2 separate regions of the Mus musculus genome follow, and region 2 is linked to region 1. The links are chromatin contacts, called in public Hi-C maps. All regions are on one chromosome and are shown on one strand. The core of a region is the stretch at or near the end of the contact, and the rest is flanking DNA. Distances in the headings are between cores, read along the strand shown. Region 1 has its middle 110 kb from the start of Gm46881. Region 2 has its middle 6.0 kb from the start of Runx1t1.

The links. A called contact is a pair of places that touch in the nucleus more often than the background predicts.
Region 2: a Hi-C map of cerebellar granule neurons shows a contact between it and region 1, with 3 times the contacts expected there. The contact joins two enhancer-like sites. A contact is called at or near these places in 1 of 15 datasets of contacts at CTCF or cohesin (pro-B cells), 2 of 484 Hi-C or Micro-C datasets (the HPC-7 cell line and cerebellar granule neurons), 1 of 115 datasets of contacts at active chromatin or transcription factors (astrocytes) and 1 of 9 other capture datasets (embryonic tail).

What each region holds. Positions count from the first base shown.
Region 1 is chr4:13,406,934-13,410,559 of GRCm38.p6, forward strand. No RefSeq gene overlaps it. Among named protein-coding and RNA genes, the nearest start is that of Gm46881, 110 kb to the right of the region's middle. Within about 2 kb of position 1,423, at least 27 of the 459 cell types and tissues checked have an H3K27ac peak or open chromatin away from gene starts, as enhancers often do. A contact at or near this core is called in cerebellar granule neurons, where this site is marked.
Region 2 is chr4:13,777,072-13,780,574 of GRCm38.p6, forward strand. It overlaps a transcript of Runx1t1 not described here. Among named protein-coding and RNA genes, the nearest start is that of Runx1t1, 6.0 kb to the right of the region's middle. Within about 2 kb of position 1,975, at least 41 of the 459 cell types and tissues checked have an H3K27ac peak or open chromatin away from gene starts, as enhancers often do. A contact at or near this core is called in cerebellar granule neurons, where this site is marked.

The DNA of each region.
Region 1 (3,626 bases), core at 173-2,672:
ATTACTCAAATAGACTCTGCTTTCTGTCCAAGTATTAAATTTACCAATGGTACTTAATGGTGCTATTTAATATTTAATACTTAATGTTTAATAGAGGTCAACAATAAAATTGTAACCATGTACAATGTGAAAGACAAAGAATTATGCAAATCCCCTTTCCTTCATGAGGTGATTTCCCATGGGACAGAATGAGGACAAACAGGTCCTCCTTTAGCATCAAGACACTAAGATAGTGAGTACATTTGGAGTGAAAAATTTCAAATTGAGTATAATTAAAGAGATACTTCAAATATCACCTCATTCAAGACAAGGTATAAACAAACGCATAGATCACGTGACCTTAGAGCTCTCGGGATGCTTGAAAATCTTCACAAGGCTTTTGTGTATGTCTCAGACTTATGAAGTGGAAGGTATGACATGCATAGAAAACAGAATTGGAAAAATGGCAGAGTTAGGTCTACAGGCAAAGTTTTCTCTTGTTGACTCTCCTGTTTTCTGTCCATCCTCAACGTTCTCTATGGAGAAATGTAGGACAAAAAGTGATTGTAGGAAAAAATAATACTGTTGAGGAAGAAAGGAGAGTGAGAGGAATTCCTGGTTTGATAGCAGACCAATGATTCAGTAAACACAACTGAGTCCACCCACTGAAGAGTTAAAATGACTTATTTGTCTTATTTACTTACCTTGGCATCAGATGCAACAAGACTTCAAGGCAGCAACCTGGGGCAAAAAGAAATCAATAACTAGAAATAGCTATGCCATGGTACTAGTTTCAAAGGGCAATCATTTCATTTTTCTTTGATATTTCATGGTCTTTGTCACCGTAAATTAATACAGAAGAGATCAAAGTCCAATTGAACTTTACTAAGCATTTGAAAACTATTATTATTATTATTATTATTATTATTATTATTATTATTAAAGTCACTAGCAGCCTTCTATGTTTCTTGCATTTCACCAATTGTGTCCAAAGGTCTGAAAGTGCATCCCCCAAGAATTACTTTTTTTTTTTTTTTTTTTTTTTTTAACTTAGGTAGAACTGTTGGACGGATTTGCCTGGTCTTGATTAGATTAGATTTAGCCTTATCAGCTAGGTCATTCTATTTAACTCCTTACTCTTACAATAAAAGGATGACCACTTCCCATCAGTGCCTGCTCACAATCATTTATCCTTAATATGCCTGGAAGAAACAGAGAAATGAAAGAAGACACTTTCTCATTCATGATTCTTAAAATAAAAAAAAAAAAAGAAAAAAAAAAAAAAGCATTCTCCTGCCCTCTCCCTGGTCTCCTGATATTGCACGCATGGCTTGCTCTCAGCCTGCTCCCAGACAAGCTAGGGCAGGCCCTATAATATGATTCAAATTGCAATCTCATGTCTTGCGTTCCCCAAACACTTCATCTCCCCTGCAACCTGGAACTTTCATTCTGGTCCCCAATTAGACTAATATCTCTGCCCAGCTCCGATTGGGGGTGATGGATAGGCTGGGAGGGGGGAGGGAGACGGGGCGATTTTTTCAGCTCCTCTGCATTCCCACAGGCACGCAGCATTTGACAGATTGGGCAGAACTGCCACGAAAGAGTCTGACACAGATGGTGTAATTAGAAAATGCGAAGTGCGAGTGTGAAATTTATCTTTGATCAGCACCTCCTTGCCAGACTGTCATCTATGTTAATATGATGATGGCTTCTTGGAGATGGATAGAAGGATATAGCAGCCTTGAAGAGGAAATGGAGGCTGTTCACCCCATCGAAAAGATATTCTATTTGCTTCTGAAATCCAATCAATTTCACCAGGCCAAAATGCAATTGTACTTATTTAATTCACATGGAAAAAATAAGCCTAACCAGATTCACACACTTTATTAAGTCTGTAATCAATATGGAAAATCTGAGCATTAGTTAGAAGGGGAGACATGTTAATTTTTAATAGAGCAATAAATAAAAGAAATACAGTCTCTGACGATAGGAGCTGTTGAAGACAATTCACATCTGTCCTTATCAAGTTTCTATGAAAAATGAATACAGGGAACTCACTACACTCCATAGTGTTAAAACTCCAAACCCTGCCAGAAAATGTTATTTTCCACAGTTCCTGCATTCTGTTTCAAAATAACACCTGTGATTTGTGTTCAATCCAAAACATAGCAGCCTTATTTTTCTTGATGTTTTCTATTTTAAACTAATCTTTCTACACCTAGCAATTAATAAAGAACATATTAGCCAGGACTTAGTCAAATTATTTCCTCTTCATATTGTCTTCCTGAAGTTTTAGGATGTTTTCCACAAATGGGACCAAGCCTCACCACCACCCATTTCTCCTTAAGGTTTTCTGTCTAGTAACAATAATCTTTCTGTGGATGGCTTCAAAGGTTCAGGCTTTACAAGCAACCGTGATAGACTACATTTTACTATAATCTGCTCAAATGTTCACATTGATGGTGCTAATTTTGAGCAAGGTAAATTAGCATAATTAATGACCAGCCAAATTTGGGGGTAATACAGTATGTAATTAACATTAGAGAGTTCTGTTGTGCCACCTGCCCCCACATCTCATTGTTACAGGGATCGAACTGTACAGGAGGAGATTTTCCCCTTTGCTGCACTGAGCAGAAAGCAGCTTTCTTCATCAGAATAAGCCATTAGCTGTAATGGCTTGTAGGTGTAATGGAATGTGCGCGAAACATCTGTGCTGAGAGCAGGGGAGAAATTGCTGCATGCAGTCGTAGGCCTTTGGGGAGCTTGATTAAGGGTTGCTTCAGAGAACTGGAGATCTGGCTTGGGATGTAAGAGGGGAAAAAAAGTAAATAAATAAATAAGAAAGGGGAAAGGAAGAGAGAAGAAAGGAAAATAATGCTAATAGATTTATGGATGCACTGCAGGGAGAACAAAGGATTTTTAATTCTTTCCTTCCTTTATTGCTCTTGTATTGCATCTGCTCTCTGCTGGGCTCTCACTTATTGAAGTGATCTGGAAAAAATGTAGCTCTAAATGCAGGTTAGGGGGGAGGAGCTTAGCTGTAGAAATAGACAGAATAGCGTGATCCATCCCCTCCCCCTGTTAGCTAATGGAAAGGTCCTCACAATCTGGGAGGAAAAAATACTAAACATTGTTTATCTTAAGTGTTATCTTGAAATTTAGCTCAAAATATGATGTGACTATTCAGTGTCAAGGCTGGCAATCATGTCTGGTCTGCAGACAGCATCAGCTATATGGCTAATTCATCCACAACAGCTCGGTTCAGTCTCTCTGAGAACACTATATGCTGTTTTGTTTGTTTGTTTGTTTGTTTGTTTTAGCTCACTAGTTTCTTCACAAATTCACAAAAATGCATAAATTAATTATAGGACATAAAATGTTAACACCTGAGAACAATGGGGAATTGGTCCAATAACATGGATTACTGTGGAGTATTCTTATTTGTTTGTTTGTTCGTGTTTTTTTTTAAGCAAATACCTTTTAAGTTCTTGCTGTATGCAGAATACTGTTTGTTTGCTGAGCGTTTGATCACCATAGCTGGGGCTTTAATGGTGCATTTGGCAGTGAGGAGGGCCAATTATATCACCTTGGCCATCTCCTTATTCCACAAAGACAGCTGAAGCCAAATTGATCATGCAGTGATACGC
Region 2 (3,503 bases), core at 725-3,224, 370 kb after region 1:
TATGTAGCATCCTCCTGCCTTTCCTTCAGAGTTTTTCTTCACCATCAATATGCACGTGGAGAAAGTAGTATAAAAATATACTTTTAGCCACTGTCAGTGTTCATAACTCACTCTCTACAAACAGACTCTTCACTAAAGCCCCACCCTGCCTCCTGAGCTCCCCAAGTTTTGCTAGGTTTTATCACCCGACCCACCCCCGACCCCCCCATAGTTTTTCAGAATGCAGGTGAGAACAGCCCAGTGCTATTATCAGCAGGGCACTGAGTTCACTAAGAGAGGACTGAGAAAGACTGAAAGACAAATGGCTAGTTGTGGTTTTCAGGTGAGCTTGCTCTGTTAATCTGGGCTGAAATGGACAGGAACAGGTGGTGTGGCGGAGGAGAGGATGGGTAGGGGTTGCTCTGGCCAAGAGCAGGTTGCCAGCTGGGCCAGTGATCTAGTTCTGTTGTCAGTGTACCCACAGCAGTGGAAAAGGGACCTTTTCACATAAAAGGCAATCTTGACAAACTTTCTGAAAACGTTAATGAGGTATAAATGAATAATCTTAGTAAGTTGAAGTGCTGAATTTGCTAAGCGAACTGAGCTGAGGTTCAAAGATTTGAAGCGCTACTGTATTTTCTATATTCCAATATACAGCAGTGTGGTGGGGCGGATGGGTGCGAACGCCGCTGGAGTCATTTTGTCTTGGTGCTGTAGCAGATGTGCTATACTGGGACCTCTGGACAGAGAAAGCACAGTTAGGGATGGAATTTGGTAATAAAACTCATTCTAGCTAAAAGTGGGTTTTTCTTTTTAAAGTTTGAATCTACATACAAATGTAACAAATTAGTGTATGTGTATAGATTTGAAGAATTTGCAATATGGAGAAAAGGTGATGGGAGTTTGTTAGAGATTAAAAAGTGCTGAGGAAAAAAATATGATCAGAAAAAAAAAATGTGGGCTCTTGTATTGCTGTGTCCTTGCTCCACCTGGTGGATTTTGCTGAAAGTGTTTAAGTCTGTGTTAATGAAAAGAATTAACCACTACACAGTTCCTCTGAGCATAGCAAGAGTCTTGTTGGTGTTTAAAATATTCCTATGTTTATGGTTTTTGTTCTGTAATTTCATTGCATTGAAAGAAATGTATATTATATAGAATCCATGTGGTTCAAACATATGTATGTTCGTTTTCGGAAATTTGGAATATTCCGAAAGTAACCCTCACATGAAATCCCCCTGCATAGGGCCATCATTACCAGTTCCACACTTAGTATTACTTATTCTGGAGCCCCAGCTGGTTCCGATCTTGCTCTGTAAATTAGCCTGGATTTGAACTTGTTCCACTCCTCTAAGCCTCTACTATTGGATTGGTTTTAAGGATAGATGTTATCAGAAGAGAACCAGCTTGCATTTTCGCTGATTTAAAAATACGTTGAATGTTTACTACTAAGTCAAAGAATGATGACAGGCATCGGGCTGATTATAATCATTTTTGCAGAACTGCTTCTCAGGCTCAAAGGTGGTGGTGTGTCAGTGTTTAGCAGAAAGGTTTTTTTCTCATTGAGCTTCATGTCCAAGACACAAAGGTAGAGACTAACGGTGCCTTATGCATTCATGGGGTTGGTAATATCTGTTGTTTGCTGGCCTTGTACAGACTGCTTTCTCTGGCAATCTTAAGAATTCAGTTGTGCTTTGATCAGCTTACTGCTTTCCTTAGGTTATTATTATTTTTTTAATCCCTTAGATTCTTACATCGCTGTAACAGAAGGTGAAGTTTTGAAAACAGTGTCTCCATATGCAAGGGATTTGGAGACCTTTTTATTGTCTTTAACACTGTCATTCATGGTCCTCATTAGCATTTATTGTTGCAAGCCTACAAGCAGAAAATGTGAAATTGGTATGTCATGAATAGCCCCACAGAGCTCTGGAGCCCTCTGATTTTGCCTGCAGTGTGGTGTGGGCTGGGCTTTGAGGGAAAGCTGTCCAGATGGCTGCCTGCACACAGCAGAGCTGCAGGTTTTTGTCTCTGGTGCTGAGAGGAGGGGAAGTTCACTGGAGCATACGCCATCACCCTTGCATTTTAACAAAACTAACTAGCCATTAGTCAAGATGGGAGGGTGATGACATCGAGACAAAGGTTTTCCATATAGTGTTACAAGCTGTGTCACAGGATAGGGCTGAGCTGCTAGGTACCTTCTCTTTTAACCCAGTGGGTTTTGTGGTTGGAAAACGAGATGGAAATGGTAACTTCTTTGCAAATTGGTGTGCAGGTGGGTCTTTTACAGATCTCTTTTTTAAATTTGTTTAAATTGGAAGATGATATTTTATGCTAAAAGAGTCTATAAAGCTAGGATTCCTCACTAGGGCTAAGAACCTAAGTGTTGTTTTATTTAAAAGCTGAAAAGAAAGAATTTAGACCATTTTTCCTGCAGAGAAATCTACTTTTAAGAACATTAGTACATTTAAGTCTCATTTACATAAAATAATGTTCAACCAATGTGTGTTAAAAACAGTTTTCAGATTTTAGAATTTCTTAAATGTTAGGTCTGAGAGTCAAAAGTTGTCAATTATAAAAGATATACAATAATAAATATACTGTGCTAGTATAAGATCATGGCCACTATTATAAACAAATAATAATTACAGATACAGGTTCTATTTTCTGTTAGCAAGTGATATTTTTGAGATTTCATTTTGCACAAATACTAGTAAACCTACACAGTGTGCACATAATAACAGACATATTTGCTTTCATATGCGGAGTGTGTATATATTTGAGGTTTTCTTCTTTTTTTCTCTTTCTCTTTCCTTCTGTTTCTCTCTCTGTGTCTCCCTCTCTGTCTCTGTTTCTGTCTCTCTCTTTTTGTCTCCCATTCATAAAGTCTTACTGTGCAGTTCTGACTGGCCTGAAACTTGCTATGTAGACCAGGCTGGTTTCAAAAATTCAGAGATTCACATGACTCTGTCTCCTGAGTATTGGTATTAAACATAGGCATCACCCTACCCACTGGATAACATATGTTGACCAGAATTCAAAATAAAATACATTGCTACATTGCTTCAAAAACTGCCAAAATGATTGTCAGTGCATATGTATGTATGTATGTATGTATGTATATATATGGAGGAAAATGCCACAGAGATTGGCTTATTAAGAAGACATTATTTTTTTGAGGCTGGAAGTTTCACACTAGTTTTAGAGCTCAGTATTAACCCACATAAGCTAACAGAGATAAAAAAGAAAAAGTCAAACTGAGTTTGTCATAAGACAAAGATGAACTGTAGAGCTGTGTTATAGCCATCTAGCTCCCTGCCTTCCCCTGGCCCAATAGAGTAGGATTTCTCCAAGGACCACATAGCATGGTCTCCCCAGGATGGAGGGGGCTTGTCCATCTAGTTGCAAGTGATCCAAGCAAAACAGCCTTTCTGCCTCTATAACGTCTGTCTAATCACCTACTAAGTCAACCTTCTCTCAGGTATGTTTCCTTTTAATCCCTTACATCTTAGTGCTTAGCACTTAGGCCC